Regions from separate parts of the Mus musculus genome. Here region 1 is linked to region 2. Evidence: chromatin contacts called from public HiChIP or PLAC-seq data. All regions are on one chromosome and are shown on one strand. The core of a region is the stretch at or near the end of the contact, and the rest is flanking DNA. Distances in the headings are between cores, read along the strand shown.

What was found. HiChIP or PLAC-seq counts read pairs in DNA pulled down with a chosen protein or histone mark.
Region 1: an HNF4G HiChIP or PLAC-seq map of pancreatic cancer cells shows a contact between it and region 2. The contact joins two enhancer-like sites. A contact is called at or near these places in 1 of 15 datasets of contacts at CTCF or cohesin (the NIH/3T3 cell line), 2 of 484 Hi-C or Micro-C datasets (epidermal suprabasal cells and pancreatic cancer cells) and 1 of 115 datasets of contacts at active chromatin or transcription factors (pancreatic cancer cells).

The regions. Positions count from the first base shown.
Region 1 is chr17:62,685,612-62,689,668 of GRCm38.p6, forward strand. The region is part of intron 1 of Efna5 (ephrin A5); the gene reads right to left. Among named protein-coding and RNA genes, the nearest start is that of Gm52303, 91 kb to the right of the region's middle. Within about 2 kb of position 2,005, at least 90 of the 459 cell types and tissues checked have an H3K27ac peak or open chromatin away from gene starts, as enhancers often do. A contact at or near this core is called in pancreatic cancer cells, where this site is marked.
Region 2 is chr17:62,555,345-62,559,768 of GRCm38.p6, forward strand. No RefSeq gene overlaps it. Among named protein-coding and RNA genes, the nearest start is that of Gm25800, 100 kb to the left of the region's middle. Within about 2 kb of position 2,122, at least 14 of the 459 cell types and tissues checked have an H3K27ac peak or open chromatin away from gene starts, as enhancers often do. A contact at or near this core is called in pancreatic cancer cells, where this site is marked.

The DNA.
Region 1 (4,057 bases), core at 755-3,254, 130 kb after region 2:
CAAAACAATTCAGAGGAAGTTTCCAAACCACTGCTTTTCCTTAGGCCAATGGTCACCAACAGAGATGGCAGACAGAGCTTTGTAGTTTCGAAATATGACCCAAATTATGATTTTCACTACCCAGATTTCACCTCCACTTCTTTCTAAGTCTCTCCTGAGGCCATCGTTCCTTGGGTACTCAGAGAGAGCTAACACCACCAACATTGAAGCCTCTTAAGAAAATGGCTGAAGGTCGCCTGAGAGGACCAGCGGATGTCATTTCCTCTTGTCCCCTATATCCTGTTCTGTCACAGCTTACACGTAATACATTAGAAGAAAATTCATAGGAACAACTGAGTCTTGGATAGCTGCTTAGCTGCTTCAAAACAAAACAGTCAGGGGCATGGGTGAAGCCTCAAGGATACAGCATCTTCTACTGAAGTCCAGAACCCACAAGGAAGACAGCAGACATGACATCCTGCCTATGATACAAGAGCAGAGACAGGAGATGTCCAGGGCAAACTGGCTGGCTGGATTAGCACTCTGGCTACAGTGAGAGCCCGTTCATCCGAAGAACCTGGAGAGAGACACCCACTGTTAACCTCTAACCTTCGAAAGCAAGCACACGTGCATGGGTACTCACATATGCAAACAGACACACATGTATGAGCGCATATCACACACACACACACACACATACACAGGAAAGGTGGGAACATCAAGAAAAGGTAACAAAAACGATACACACAATCTATTAAGACAGAACTGAACATCTTAAATGAAAAGGAATGATATTCTCACCTGTATGGCTGCTACAACAGTGATACCAATAGGTATGCTAACACACCTATTGGGTATGATAACACTTGTCGTGGGACCCCACCCCTAGAGAAACAATTACAGGCAACTAAGGAATGCTGGGAACAGAAGAGAGTCTTCCCCCCAGAAGAGATCCCCAATCGGTTATCCAACACCAAGTGGTCAGTCCTGAAATCATATACATATAAGTAACACTAATGGTCTCAGCTCAGTAAGTTGTATCTATATAGCACAAGCAGACACACACACATACACACACACACGTACTCCTCACAGTTGTGTGCCTAAGTGTAATGTGTGTGTGTATGTATATGTGTGTGTTATACATATACACACATACACATGCAAACACATACACACACGCACGCACACACACTATATATATGTATATATATATATATATATGGCAAAATCAATAAATAAAAATGGTAGCTAGGAATGCTCAGTGGCAGAGTGATCCCCTGGCATGTGGTAGGTCTGAGTTCAGTATTGCAAACAAAATGTGTGTGTGTGTGTATGTGTGTGTGTGTGTGTGTGTGTGTACACTCGGTGGAAGAGGGGAGAAGGGGAGAGAAGGAGAGAGAGGTATAGAGGAGCAATGGCATGGAGCATGGGAAAGGTTAGAGGGAGAAAGAGAAAGCGGCAACAATATAACTATATCTTAAAATTTTAAAAATTGAAGGAAAAAAAAAAAAAGCCAGGTAGTGGTGGCATAGGTTTTTAATCTCAGCACTCTGGAGGTAGAGGCAGGAGGATTTTTGATTTCGAGGTCAGCCTGGTCTACAGAGCAAGTTCCAGGACAGTCAGGGAAGTGCAGTCTCTGCAAATGAAAGCAAACCAGCCAACAAGCAAACAACAACAACAACAAAAGGAGAGGGGGAGGAATGAAGAGTTTATTATTTCTGGCCCGACAATGAATGCTGCATGCACTCTAAGCCTCGCTGTGGATCTAGAAACAATGGAAGGTCATAAATTGTGCTAAGCTGTAATCTGTGTCAAAGGTGCAGGTATTAAACGCTGAGTCAGTTCCATGCTTTGTAGAGAGATAATACTTTATCCTCCCCGCCTACATATTCTCAGCAGCCAGCTAGGTCGGGAGAGAGACAGCTCAACAAGAACTGGAGACTGGGCTGGGGGAGATAGAACTACTTTCTCTTTCAAATTCCATTTTCAGCGTCCACACCTCAACCAGCTTCCTGTCTGCCTGTTTGAATGACTCACTTGTACGGGAACAAGGCAGGTGTCACTGGGCCAAATTTGAGGAGATGGAATGTGTACCTCTCCCAGCTCTGTTGCATAAGGAGTATTCTTGTGCAATCATCTTACAGAAACTTAGGATTGCTTTCCTGTTTCCTGCCGTAGTCTCTGATGCTTGCTTGCTTTTCTGTCCTTGCACAAATCCCTTGCTCTCTGGAAGAGATCAGTTGGCTTACAAAGAGCCAAGGGTGTGCTAGCGTGGTGAGTTTGGTAAGCAACAGAGAGTCTTCTCTGTTAAGATTTGATGTCAGTGTTGTAGAAAATGTATGAAGAAAAGGATAGAAGAGGGGCTATCCTAGGCTAAGACACTGTCTCTTTAAGCTCACGGAGGGGAGTGTAATGTTCCGTAAGTATTTCTAGTCTGTGTTCTTTGGTGGAACTTTAGTCCCCCCTCAGAAGGAAAAGCAATCTTTGGGAGACCACTAAAAGGTTACAGAGTAATTTACATTTAAATAGGTAATTACTGAACAAAATCGAAATATAAATCTAAAGGAATGATTATAATGGTCAAATTTGAGAGAGTCCCACCAGTGGAGAGGGCTTTCTCGGCACCTACCAAACCTTGTCCCTAAAGCAGGATGTGGGAGGAGGATGCCCTATCCCTTTAGAACTATAGGCTCTACATAAACACAACGTTCATGAACAACGAATCACCACCATGATATGAGTCCCCTTGGGTCCTCTTTCCAGTGGCCTCAGCATGGTGCCGATAGGTCTCCGACACCTCTCTAACATTGACCGATAGAGACAGGAAGCACCAAAATCAGAGACCTGATGGGTTATTTTGGCAGGATTTTATTCATGGCAAAATAACATACTGAGAAGGCTTAAAAACCTTCATGAATAAGGCTGGAGAGAGGGCTCAGTGGTTAAGGGCTCTTCCAGAGCACCCAGGTTCTGTTTCATATATATATCACACATGGCAACTTACAAATATCTATAACTCCAGTTCCAGGGGACCCAAGGATTACAAGATGGCTCTGGGAGTAAATGTGTTTACTACCAAGGCTGACAGCCTGAACTTGATTCTTAGGACTCACATGGCGGAAGGAAGAAAAAAAAAAATCAGACTCCTCTATGTTTCCAGCTGACAGCATGTATGTGTGTGTGTGTAATAATAATAAAGGATTCTAGGTTTCTATGAAAGAAATACTAGGTAAACATTATTAGTATCTATTTGAAATAAGTCAGTTAGGTAAACTCCGACACAAGTGGTACATGCAAGCAAGGACAACCCTGACAATCACAGACAGACATCTTGGACAGCTTTATTCACCCATGTACCTCCGTGAGCCACAAGCCAAATGTAAGATCCAGTCAGATTCTGTAGGAAGTGTAGGAAGAGGCAAGGCTGAGTGTTTCGACAGCAAAGTCCAGATGCAGGGCAAGGCGACTTCACATGGTATCTTTCCCAGGCAGAAGCAAGAGAAGCCAGAGACTCCCTACCCAAGCTCCTGTCCCTTGGCAAGGAGGCTGAATAGGATCCATTAAAGGTAATATAGATATTAAAAACGTACTAGGATTTTGTTTCTTCAGTGAGTTTATAATCCCTTTACAGCTATAGGAATATGACATTTGAGCCCCGACTTTCAAATGCAGTGCATATTCTTCTCTACTCATGATCTATGCATGCTTCATTTAACACTCAATACCACTCCTGTGTCTCTGCAGAACTGATAGCATGCAAAGCCATGGGACTTCCTTTTCCGAAAGCAGCATTATGTAAAACAGGGCTTAAAGTGTGTTGAGAAATTCGGGATCACAATTTTTAAAAAGGAAGAGAAATCATCATGGCCCTTTGTTTTGCCACAAAGAGCGTATCACCCACTTAAAAGAGAGAGAGAGAGAGAGAGAGAGAGAGAGAGAGAGAGAGAGATTATGCTCATAGCGTTAAATAGGCAAGACTCACATCGTCAAAATGCACATATTTTCTGGAAAGCAGTCACCCCTTAGGAAGGAAAAGCAAAATTGCTTTTAATGATCAAACTTTTTAGAATGTACG
Region 2 (4,424 bases), core at 872-3,371:
GATCTCTAATGTGTATCCATTGCTTGTGTATGATTCTACAATTGAAAAATTGTTAAGTCAAACCATCTCAAGTCAGAAAATGGCTATATTTATTATATATAGCCATGCTCCATAACAACAAAATGTTTACTAACAGTCTGCTAATGGTTTGATAGATTAAAGGAAGTGGCAACAGGAAACCTCCTCTGACTTGTTACATGCATGAGTTCTTTCATCCACTTCATTGGATGACGGAAGGAATGGCCTCGGAGCAGAAGAACATGGTATTAAAGTGTCCAATTTTACGGAGAAAGTAAAATCAAAGCATGTTCAGACTCTGGATTCAAGCTCTTACCTAAATTGCTTATTATGGTAATTATGAGAGTATACCCGAGCTACACTTCTGGATGGTTCCTCCTGTATTTTGCTCTTGGGTTGGTACTTTACCACCCCCCCCCCCGAAACCAGTACAGTTCAGAGACAGGAGATGAGAGACAGATTGCTATGTGATGGTACCCAAGGATAGGACAGTTGTGTTTGCCTATCTGTCCTTCCCACCAGGAATCTTCCACTTTATATTTGTTCTATTCTGAAGTTGTGCCTGAGGATAAGACACCATGAGAAACAGATGCACTGCTTACATGACCGTATATCTTAACTCAGCAATGGTCCTTTCTTTACACAGTGACCTAATATTTATTTACCTGGCAGATCAAATGTCATGTTTGCTGGCAGATATCATGAATCCAGGGGATATAGTACTAGTCAAGTCAATTCTCATAGAGACGGTGGGAGAAGGAAGAGGAAGGGATGGGTCCACCTGAAGATGGAAGGCCAAGGGTGAGCCCTTCTCAGGAGTCAGATATTTCAAGACAGGCCAAGGGAAAGGTGCCAGGTAGTTCAGCTAACTTAAGACTCGAGGGAGCCCGTATTGTTCCTCTCTGCCAGATAATAAAGGAAGAAAACATAAAACATTAAAAGGTATGTTATCTGTGAAATGCAACAGTCTGGGGGTGGGGTGTCGGCAAGAGATGGAAATATAATGGCTAAGAAGGTCAGGGTCACATCACCTCCATTTTCATCCTCACATAGCAATCTTAGGACTGTAATAACTAATTACTCTGAGGTTGGTGGATAGAACAACAGAAATCGATCTTCCCCCAACCAGGTGTCTGAAAGCCCCAAGTGGAGAAGCCGGTGCGTGGATGGTGTCCCGAGAGTACTGGAGAGAACTAATTGCTTCCATGATTTCCACATCAGTGATACCAGGGACCATGGGTGGTTATTGGCTTTCAGACAAACAAGGCCAGTGATTCCTCTGCTATGTATCTGTTTCTTTGTCTATCTTTTTATCACGACTTGGATTAAGGATCATCCCAATCAAGTCTGGCATAATCCCGACTTTTAGAAACATATATCTGTAATTAAAAGATAATTATTCCACTCCTCTTCCCGTTTCTCCTTCCAACTCCCCCAGTGTTCCCTGTCTTTCTCCTCTCCACGTCTCCCCACTCTCCAGCTCAAATTGATGCCAAATTGTTACATATACATGCATATATTATATACACGTGTAAATATACAAACCCAGCCTGCCGAGTCTGTTTTTCTTGCCCATGATTTCTGGAGCTGACAACTTTGTATCAGATAAACATTTAGAGGCAGCATCTTAACTCAACACATTTTTTTTTAATACATCCTAATCATACATAAGGTCAAATCTACAGATACTGAGGGTCAGGATGTTAACAAAAACGTTTACAAGAAGAGAATGCACCATAGGCCTTTATCTGACCCGCAAGGAACTTAATGTATTCTTAGAGATCACTATACCCAGGGCCTTCTCCCAATTCGAACAGGATCACTCATCAGAGTGGACATTTGGCTCAAGTAGGTAAATTAGGAAAACCCGACAGCTGTGATTATGAAACCAAATAGCTCCTTGATATTTCAGACCGCATCCTTATTACGCTCAGACAATATTCCTATTGCATTCTTCCATTTGGAGCTTTTCCAGCATCAGCATTCCCATAAAGTTTTCAGAGTTTCGCCCTTGGTAATGATCCAGCACTTGAGCACAACAGTAAGACTTTGGCCTGGAGACACAAAGGCTCCCTGTTAGGGTGGGGCGTGGCACCTCGGGAACACAGAAGGAAGCAATGAGCTAATCCCTGTGACAAAGGAAGCTGACCATCCAATCAAAGAGGGTCTTAAAAGACAGGAGTCCTTGTGTTTATGAGGTAGCTTTAGAGAGGTTCTGAACAGATCACAGCCTGGATAGTAACTAGATAGGTTTAAGGTGTAAATGTAGTTTCTGCTTCACTATTTTGCCATCTCAGGGGGTTTTGCCTTGTTTTTTTCTTTTAACTCCATCCACACCCAAATTCCAGATAGTGCAAAGAAACTAATTAACAGGCCAGTCACTGAATAAATAAAACTTAAGTTAACCATGGCATCTACTGAAAATGGGCCAATGTTAATGATCCTACACACCCATGCAAAACACAGTGAGTTTGTCCACTGCCATAAGCTCTCGGGACGCCCAAGAGAGTGAGTGGACAGTTTAGAACAAGCGCAAATAAAATGGAGATGCAACTGACATCAGAATCACCAATTGACAATGCAGTGCCATCGCACAAATTAGAGAACCTGAAAAACCTTAGAGGTCTAAGGGAGACAAGTGAACTCTTGAACTCTTGAAAATCAGATTTTTTTAAAGATCTGAAGGAAGCCACATGCTAAATAATAATACTTTAGAAACACAAGCTAACCACCAGCTTCCACCTTCAGCAAGACTGACCTATATTACTTTCAATTTATAGACTCATCTAGCTAAGACCACTGAGAATTAAGCTTTGTGCTGCTTTCTCTGCCTGCATTGTCAAAAAGAATGAAGAAACCCTGAGTACCTACTCCATGTTTCACAGTGCTTTAAAATCTGGCCATTCAAAAATAATCAGGCAAAACTCTTATACAGATACCACGTTAGCAAAAAAAGATAGGGAAGCAGATTGAAGCTTACAGTCAGGGTATGAGACAATTTGGGAGGAAGTTGGCTTTTTCCCTTACTACATAATAAATATCTTAAAATAAGAACTTCCTTTTCCAGATAAGGTTCTTGTAGCCCAGGCTAGCCTCCAACTCACTACATAGCTGCTGCGGGGAACCTTGAGTTCCTGATGTTTCTGTCTCCACCTTCCAAGTGTTGGAATTTCAAGTGTGCAAGAGTGTATCACCACTCTAGGCTTTTTAATATGTTCGAAGACAGACCTTAGTATGTGCTGGCAAGCCCTCTACCAACTGACCTGTGTCTCCAACACCACAAACTACCTTAGCAGGCAACAGTTTCTTCTTGGTTTCACTGGCCTTTTATAGACACTACAGAAATAAATACAAAGATGTGATAATGTGCTCGGTAAATTATATGAGACGCCTAGAAATGTTCATTAGCACAAGGTCGGAAATCTCAAAACTTTATTATTATTATTATTTGCTGCTAATAAGAACAAATGTGGAAAGTTGAAAAAGTCATACAGCTGTGGACAGACAAGGAAAAACATAAGACAGACACCACAACCATACATCATACTTATGGGGAAGAGAGTGCATACTTGTAATCCCAGCACCAGGAAAGGAAGAGAGCCAGCCTCCTGCAAGTTCAAAACTATTTTGTTCTGCACTACAAATTTCAGGGGCTACATACCAAGACCCTGTCTTAAAAACAAACCTACTTAAGCCAAGCGGTGGTGGTGCACAGCTTTAATCCCAGCACTTGGGAGGCAGAGACAGTCGGATTTCTGAGTTCGAGGCCAGCCTGGTCTACAAAGCGAGTTCCAGGACAGCCAGGGCTACACAGAGAAACCCTGTCTCAAAAAACAACAAAAAACAAAAAAACAAACAAAAAAAACCAAAAAAAAACCAAAATAATAAAATGAGCAGGTCCCCATATGCACGTTGCACAGGGTGACCTATGGCAGTGGGGACTTCAGCCTAAGCATGCCCTGCTTTCTGTGCACAGCTTTTTGGACTCAGCGGATAGATACATCAGTGCTGAAACCAGTCCATGAGCATCCTCTCAGCTGGGCACTAGCAGAGAGCCCAACCCAGAACTTGTGATACAATAACAAATTCTGATATGTTCTATGTTCTGTAAGCTTTTTTTAAAATTTGTGATAAAGAATGCAGATGTTTTAGCTCTTTGATAAAAACCAAACCTTTTGAGGGAAAATAATCATTGCCCCCTTTGAAGTTTCTTCAACTATCTGAAGAAAGTCCTAAGGTTCCAGAATGCACTGCTAAAATCATCGTCCTTTTGTACCCAATTCATGGGTGTGGTTGCTTTCAGTGTCATATAAGTGATACAAAACGCAAAAAATAAAATTGACCATGGAGCCTGCCTCCATAATCTTTATAGCATAAAGTATGTGAGTTCACTAATATAGTGTATG